Linked DNA regions of Sus scrofa: region 1 is linked to region 2. The links are chromatin contacts, called in public HiChIP or PLAC-seq maps. All regions are on one chromosome and are shown on one strand. Each heading gives the region's core, a stretch centred on a gene start, on an enhancer-like site or on the middle of the called end of the contact. The rest is flanking DNA. Distances are from core to core; before and after follow the strand shown. Region 1 has its middle 31 kb from the start of USP3. Region 2 overlaps USP3 (ubiquitin carboxyl-terminal hydrolase 3).

Region 1 (3,811 bases), core at 558-3,057, 66 kb before region 2:
GCGGCTGCCATGTTTCTACCCCAGGAGGCCAAAGGCCTGGCCACAAATTTGGTTGCTTTTGTTGCATAACAGTTGAGCATTTTCAAATCAAATTGAGCCAACCCATTCATTCACCACTGGACAAATATTTGCCTGGTGCTCCCGTGTGCTTAAGGGACTTATCTAAGAGGAAAGGGGAAGTGGGTAGGGCGGGAAAATGTCTGGGTTATATTGTAATGAGAGTAGTGTTTCTCCCTGGGGCTTCATTTGGTATATCCAAATTAGATAGGGATTTGTTTCTCATCAAATTTGAAAGGAATTTTTATCTTGAAGCTTAATGCGGATGCCGCCAGGAGCATTCTGAGCAGCATGTTAAACACTCATGGAGCAAGACGGTCCCCTTGTGATGGTCTGATGATTGTCTTGAGACACAGCTCCAGTTGTCACTCACCCAGGGACCTCTTTGCAGCCAGGGTGGTTGTAAGGATAGTGGTGCTGGTGGTGGCGAGCAGCGACTATGTGCCAGGCACTCTGCTAAATGCTTTCTGCACATTCTCTCTAAACCTAACCACTTAATCCTGCAAGGTAGATATTTTATGCTTAAGAAAATCAGGGTTCAGAGAGCCTAATGGATTTGTCCAAGGCCCCAGAGCTACTTAGGGACAGGGCCAGGGCATGAACTCAGACCTTCTTGTCTCTAAAGGTTATGACTGGTTCACTGTCATGCCGCCTCTCACTACTTGAAAATGGGAAGGAAATTTCAGATAAATGAATAAAAGCCTCCCCCAAAGTGAAGGTCCTCAAACTTTGGCGAGAATCAGCATCACTCATAGGGCTTATTATAATACAGGAGTTCCCATTGTGGCTCAGCAGGTTAAAAATCCAACTAGTATCCAGGATGATTTGGGTTTGATCCCTGGCCTTGCTAAGTGGGTTAAGGATCTGGCATTGCCATGAGCTGTGGTGTAGGTTGCAGACGAGGCTCGGATCTGGCGTTGCTATGGCTCTGGCATAGGCTGGCAGCTGCAGCTCCAATTCAGCCCCTAGCCTGAGAACTTCCATATGCCCTAAACAACAACAAAAAAAGAATACAGATGGCTGGGTCTGTATTGAGGTATCCAATGTGGAGCCCGCTGATCTAAAATGATACCAAACCCAGCTGATTCTGCAGCCGCTGGTCCTGGGCTCTCAGAACCACTGCCCTCAAGGAGAACAGTGAGCTGGCTCTACTGGCTCCCCCAGCCCCATATTTCTGTTCAGTTTGGCAGCTCCCAAATCTCCCCATTTTGCCCTTCTGGAGAGGAAGGCTGAGGCCAGAGCCACCTCCCTTCTTTCTTCTGTCTCCATGGGAGTCTGTGTTAGGCTGCAGGAGCGCAGCATGTCCCTGGCTAAGCCCTTTCTTTCCAGATGCATGCAGACTCACCTAGTCTCAGGCCACTGCCCTCTCTAAGCCCCACAGTCATGCCCAGGCCTCAGGGCTTTTGCTCACTCATCACCTCCCTGAGGACTGATCCTGCTCTCATTTCCTCGGTCAAGTGTGGTGTGTGAGCTGTCATTGCCCACAGCACCCAAGGAGTGGGAGGTCAGTTCCAGGGAATGTGGGACACAGAGGTTGTCCCGGTCACCTGAGATCTTTGTTCCTCTGGGAAGCTAAACTTGCTAGCAGCTTGGTCACCTTTCCAAGTTATAGTTTAACATGGGAACATGTGTTTCAAAGGCTCATGGACTTTCAGGCTTGGAAGAGACTTAGCTGAAAGAAGGAAAGGGAGGAAACACTGAGACTCTGCATTGTATCAGCATAAGGCCAGAGGCTTAGTATGTGTCATAGTATTTACTCTTCACAGTCACCCTATGAGTTAGGGTGTGTGTGTGTGTGTGTATCCCCTTGCACAGTTGAGAAAACTGAGATTCTAAGAAGTTCAGCAGCTGGTCATGATCACACAGCTAGTTAGTAGCTGAGCCACTATCTAACCCCAGGTCTACCCCTGCTCTTTCCACCACTACTGGCCCAGCAGTTCACAATACCAATTTGTGTGTAACTATGGGATGAATGTATTGAGCTTTGAGCCACACATGAGGCCCCAAAGCCTGGCTTACTAAGATAAACCCTGAGTCACTCATGCACGGATCATTGCTGGGGAAGCTGCTAGGAGGTGGTGGAAGTGCTGAGGAAGGAGGAAGGCCATGGTCAAGTGCTGGGTCAGCAGGTGGGAGGTGCCAGGAGTCCAGAAGAGTTGATAGCAGGAGCTCCTGGAAACAGGTGAATGTGATCACAGGAGTTTCAGAGAACAAAGCAGCAGACAGCTAGGGGCCTCAGCTAGGGAGAGCTAACTGCTGCGCTGCTCTTCAGAGCCAGGTGCCAGCCTTCCTGGCCAGGCTGTGGGCCTGTGTTAAGGCAGCTCTCCTGCCTGGCACATCCATCAAATGGCTTATTCTTTGCCCACCATTGTGTGGTATTGAGGCTACACTTTTTCTTTTTTAAATAAATCATCCTTGTCATGCAAAGAGCTCACAGTTTGGGAACAGGTACAAGGAACTAATGATAAATATTATTTTTAATATGGTGCTTTGTAGCTTAGAGCACCTGTCCACATACATACGTGATATCTAGGGAACCTCACAAGGACACCCTCTCAGGGGAGAGAGGAAGGGTGCTGTGCTAATCATTCTGCCCTCCCACACCCAAGGTTTCATAGACCCTTGGCACACCCCATGGGGCACACAGAAGAAGGAGTCCTGACCAGTGCTCAGATACCAGAAGTACAAGGTTGAGCTGGGCTTGGAGGGATGGGTAGGAGTTCTTGACACAGAAAAGAGGAAGAGGGGGTTATTGCACTACCATTCTTAAACTGTGATTTCAGTGTTGTGGGCAATTTTAGCCTTAGCTGCCAGGAGGGAGGCTTGAGATGGGCCTCTAGGCTCTTCCATTCTGGTCTGAAAAATTCCAGCTCTTTCTTTCTTTTTTTTTTTTTTTTTTGTTTGTTTGCCTTTTTAGCGCACCCGAGGCACATGGAGGTTCCCAGGCTAGGGATCCAATCAGAGCTGTAGCTGCCAGCCTACACCACAGCCACAGCAATGCCACATCCAAGCCGAGTCTGCCACCTACCCCACAGCCCATGGCAACACCGGATCCTTAGCCCACTGAGCGAGGCCAAGGATCGAAACCATGTCCTCATGGATACTAGTCGTTAACCACTGAGCCTCAACAGGAACTCCAAGCCCCAGCTCTTTTACATCTGTCTCCCTGTGACAGCTCCCTTCAGAAGAGCCAGAAGTTCTAAAGTGCTGGCAGGCAAGCATCTCAGGGGCTGGTGGGTGTGCTTTCTGCTGATGAGGGCTGGCTTGGGCACAAAAATGAAGATCAATTTTTTTCTCTCCCCCTTTCCGCCATCCTTTTTTCCTCAAGAACTATCTTCTTAGAGTCTATCATATCATGACTGTGACAGACCAGGGACAAGTGAGGGAGGAGCCATCAACCATGCCTGTCATCTGTCCTTGTTAAGTCACCAAAAGAAAGTGTTAGCAGGAATCAATGAAAAATCAAGTATGAAGCCAGAGGGGGTGGAGATTTAAATGTATGTCTTGCATTCCTGTTGTGGCTCAGCAGGTTATGAACTTGCCTAGTGTCCAGGAGGATGTGGGTTCAATACCCAGCCTTGCTCAGTAGGTTAAGCATGTGGCGTAGGTTGCAGATGAGGCTTGGATCTGGCATTGCTGTGGCTTTGGCATGGGCCTAGGAACTTCTATATGCGGCCCTAAAAAGCAAAAAAAAATTAATAAAATAAATGTGTCCACTAGTGGCAAGCGAGAAAGCAAGTTCTAGATTGAAATT
Region 2 (3,707 bases), core at 274-2,773:
TTTGTTATATAATCTTAAAATGTTAACTTCTCTGTTTAAAAAATTATTTTGGCAGTCTACCCTGTTTCAGCACAGTTCCACTATCCTCTTCTGTAGATAAATGTCAGGAATTTTGTATGTAGCCTTTTAGGCTAATTTTTTTAAAAATATCACATTCTTTAAAAGGATACTGGAGACCCTGTTCTCTCTTGGTAATATAATACTCATATTTGTATCATAAATAACAATGAAGTATTTTTCTTAGTAGATCAGGTTATTTAGTATTAATAAGGTTACAGTTGATATTCAATAAATCTGTATTCATTTGATATGCTCAAAAAGTTTATTTTATAGTTTTAACTTTATTATGAAGTAAATTGCTTTCCTTGACCAGTAAATTAGGGATAAGTCTTTATTGTTTTAGTCATTGTACTGAATTCAGAAGGTTTTTGAAATTGAGAGGAAAAAAAAAAACAACCCAAGACATTGAAAAGATCCCCCCTTTTTTGGCGGGGAAGCATATAGCCCCTGAATGTCAAGGTAGTACTGAGCAAGGGTGGGGATTTAAAATCCAGCTATCCCTTTCGATTAATGCTTTCTGCTGAAATTGTGTGCTAATCCTTTCTACATCGTCCTTAGTTGATGATTGTATTATAGAAAGGTGTTCATCAAAAGGAAGGGAAAAAGTCAGTGGCTTCCCAAGTTTACACTTTTACAGGTTGACACCATTACATTGTGGTTGTTGAATAAAACATTGTAAGGTTTAGTCATCCAGATCACTACTATGTCAGTGATCCTTTGTGTAGAAGATGTCCAGATGTGGAAGAGACAACCTAGAGGTAGATGAAGATGTCAGTAAAAGTGAAAATCTCCCCAGGATTTTTTTTTTTTTTTGTCTGTTTTTTGTTGTTGTTGTTTGTTGTTGTTGTTATTGCTATCTCTTGGGCCGCTTCCGCGGCATATGGAGGTTCCCAGGCTAGGGGTTGAATTGGAGCTGTAGCTACCGGCCTACGCCAGAGCCACAGCAACGCGGGATCCGAGCCGAGTCTGCAACCTACACCACAGCTCACGGCAACGCCAGATCGTTAACCCACTGAGCAAGGGCAGGGACCAACCCGCGACCTCATGGTTCATAGTCGGATTCGTTAACCACTGCGCCACGACGGGAACTCCTCCCCAGGATTTTTATACAAGACTTAGTGTTCAGTTTATTGCTATTTGCTCTTATAAATTACTCCTTCCTACAAAAGCTGTGTTAGCCAAGCTGTTAAAGTGTTTGCTTTAGTTTTTCCCCCTTTCCCTCAGGACACTTATATACTAGAATGACATAGCTACCTAATTGACAGAATCACGTGTTTCTATAAGATTGTAAGTATTTCTCTTTAGACAGCAGAAATTAAGATCATTCTTGAGGTATCTGTCTCATAACAGTCATTATAGGTCATGTCAACGTGTACGTACCAGATGTTTAAAACATGCTTCTTGATTTTCAGTTAGCAATGTGCGTGAAATACATAATGGGGAAGTTTGGCAATACAACTAAATCCTGTGGCAGTGGGGTTTTTTTGCTGTTGGTAAGATTATGAGGAAATAGTAACTCTTTGAGGAGAGTTAAGGGATTATGTTGCAATTTTCTTAATGGAATGGAATTATATTTGTAGGTCTCTTTAAAAATATAGATTATATACTTTAATTACTTTGTAATTGCATTTTGGAGGAATACCTTTATTAATTAGCATTAGAATTTAATTTGTTTTATATTGGTATAGTGTGTTAAAGTACAAGTTGTTTCATGGGTGAATTGGAATTAAATGGCAAATCTTGAACCTTGGGGAATATACGCCATGGCAGGGGCTTCTTGGATAATTGCCAGTCTTTTGTGTGAAGTTATACAGAGCTGTCTGTGTGGACACCCAGAGCTTCTGAAATGCAGGAAGGGAGCTGCAGCTGGTCACATAACCATCTCATTTGTGGCTTTAGAAGAAAATGCCAGAGAATTACCCTGTAGCATTATACTGACAGCCTAAAGGGAATCTGCAATAGTAGTAAACTGATGAAGCTGTAGTTTAAATTAACATTTTGCCTACACTTCACTATAATTAAGAGACAAACAAAAAAGGTTTTCTTCTGTATGGTGCGTGCGGGCATGTGTTTTTTCCCAGTGCACCTTAGTAGTTTCGCTTCACCTTGTAAATTTTCCTTGTACAGAAATTTCTTGTGGTTAGACTGAATGGTTTGCTTCAGAGGTAGAATACTGGTGTATTAGATTTAATTTGATTATTAATTACTATGCTATAGTAAAAATATTTCGACTGTAGCTAATGTTAAAGTTCCTTTTCCATGTGCTCTGTGCTCTGAAGAAGTTGAAGCTTGTTCTGAGGCTTAGGGTTTTTCTATCCTTATTTTCCCTTTTCCAAGAGTCCCTGCCCTGTCTGATCTTTGCGTATCCTTTATGAAGCTGTCTGCACTCCCTTCTCAGCTCCAATTGTAGCTGAATATAATCTCTCCTAAACTCATAGTTCTTAGGATACTTGTAATTTCCTGCTGCACATTAGTTATTTGTAAATGTCCTTGGGGACTGCAGGAAACATATGTCAAATCTTTGCATCATGCAGAGCAGGCAGTAGATGTTTGAAAGATTGAATTTTGTTAACTATCTTCCAAAACGGGGAAGGTTATACCAAATCTACATTGCTGTGCTCTCCTGATCCTCTTGGAGGACTGAAGAGCTGCAGAACGTTTTTCTTGAAGAAGATTCAAATTACAGCGTATGTGAGCTATTCCATTTATTTCCCGAGAGGAACACCCTTGCAGAGCAGCTCCCTTTACTTCTGATATAAACTAGGTGTCTAGAGGAAGCAGAGATTAACCAAGCAGAACAATGTAAAACTGGGTCGTGATTTCAAAAGAGGGAAAGCAACATCAAAAGGAATAATTTTGTTTTGAAACAAACCCACTCCTTTAGGAGACAAATGAAGATTTTAATAAAAGTGAAAATCTCAAGATTTTCGCACAAGGGCAAGTGTTCACATCAGTTGTATGTTCGGTAATATTTTTTTTCCTCCCACCCCAAATTTCCTCCCTCAGTCAATACAAATAGAATTATTCATAGCATACATTATTATATTCAAAAGAAAGAAAGATTAAAATTGAGAAGAAGCAAAGATTAAAATGAGGAACTTTTATTTGACTTCTTATGTAGATAGACATTTGGAGTTAATAGATTTAAAATACTGAACAAATAATTTCTGGCATCTGACATAGTCTCATCAACTCATCAACAGTAGCTAAATTTCTAAGAATTCAAAATATGAAAGAAATATTAAAACTAAATTACAACAATTTTTGCTTCCTTGGCAGGGTAATGTTTTAAAGCCCTCTTTTCATACAAAGGAATATTATGAAATCTGCATCAATTCATATGTATGGAAAAAGGACTTGTATTTTAGATTCTAAGCACCTATAAAAATAGTTTTTATTTTTTGGCTGCACGCATGCATGTGGAAGTTCCTGAGGCAGGGATCAAACCCACGCCATAGCAGTGACCTGAGCTGCTACAGTGACAATGCCGATCCTTAACCTGCTGAGCCGCAAGAACTCCAAAAGTAGAGTTTTAATTAGAACTAATAAAAATAAAGCTTTTATTTGTGGGGTTAAAGTGATACTGAATCATTTTCAAAGGCACTTGTGATTAAAAATTAAACAGGAGAGGATCTTTTGTTGACTAT

The links. HiChIP or PLAC-seq counts read pairs in DNA pulled down with a chosen protein or histone mark.
Region 1: an H3K27ac HiChIP or PLAC-seq map of alveolar macrophages shows a contact between it and region 2. The contact joins two enhancer-like sites. A contact is called at or near these places in 6 of 47 Hi-C or Micro-C datasets (alveolar macrophages, blood, embryonic fibroblasts and 2 more) and 1 of 2 datasets of contacts at active chromatin or transcription factors (alveolar macrophages).

What each region holds. Positions count from the first base shown.
Region 1 is chr1:108,544,312-108,548,122 of Sscrofa11.1, reverse strand. No RefSeq gene overlaps it. Among named protein-coding and RNA genes, the nearest start is that of USP3, 31 kb to the right of the region's middle. Within about 2 kb of position 1,807, at least 14 of the 83 cell types and tissues checked have an H3K27ac peak or open chromatin away from gene starts, as enhancers often do. A contact at or near this core is called in alveolar macrophages, where this site is marked.
Region 2 is chr1:108,478,512-108,482,218 of Sscrofa11.1, reverse strand. All of the region lies in intron 4 of USP3 (ubiquitin carboxyl-terminal hydrolase 3), which reads left to right. Among named protein-coding and RNA genes, the nearest start is that of USP3, 35 kb to the left of the region's middle. Within about 2 kb of position 1,523, at least 3 of the 83 cell types and tissues checked have an H3K27ac peak or open chromatin away from gene starts, as enhancers often do. A contact at or near this core is called in alveolar macrophages, where this site is marked.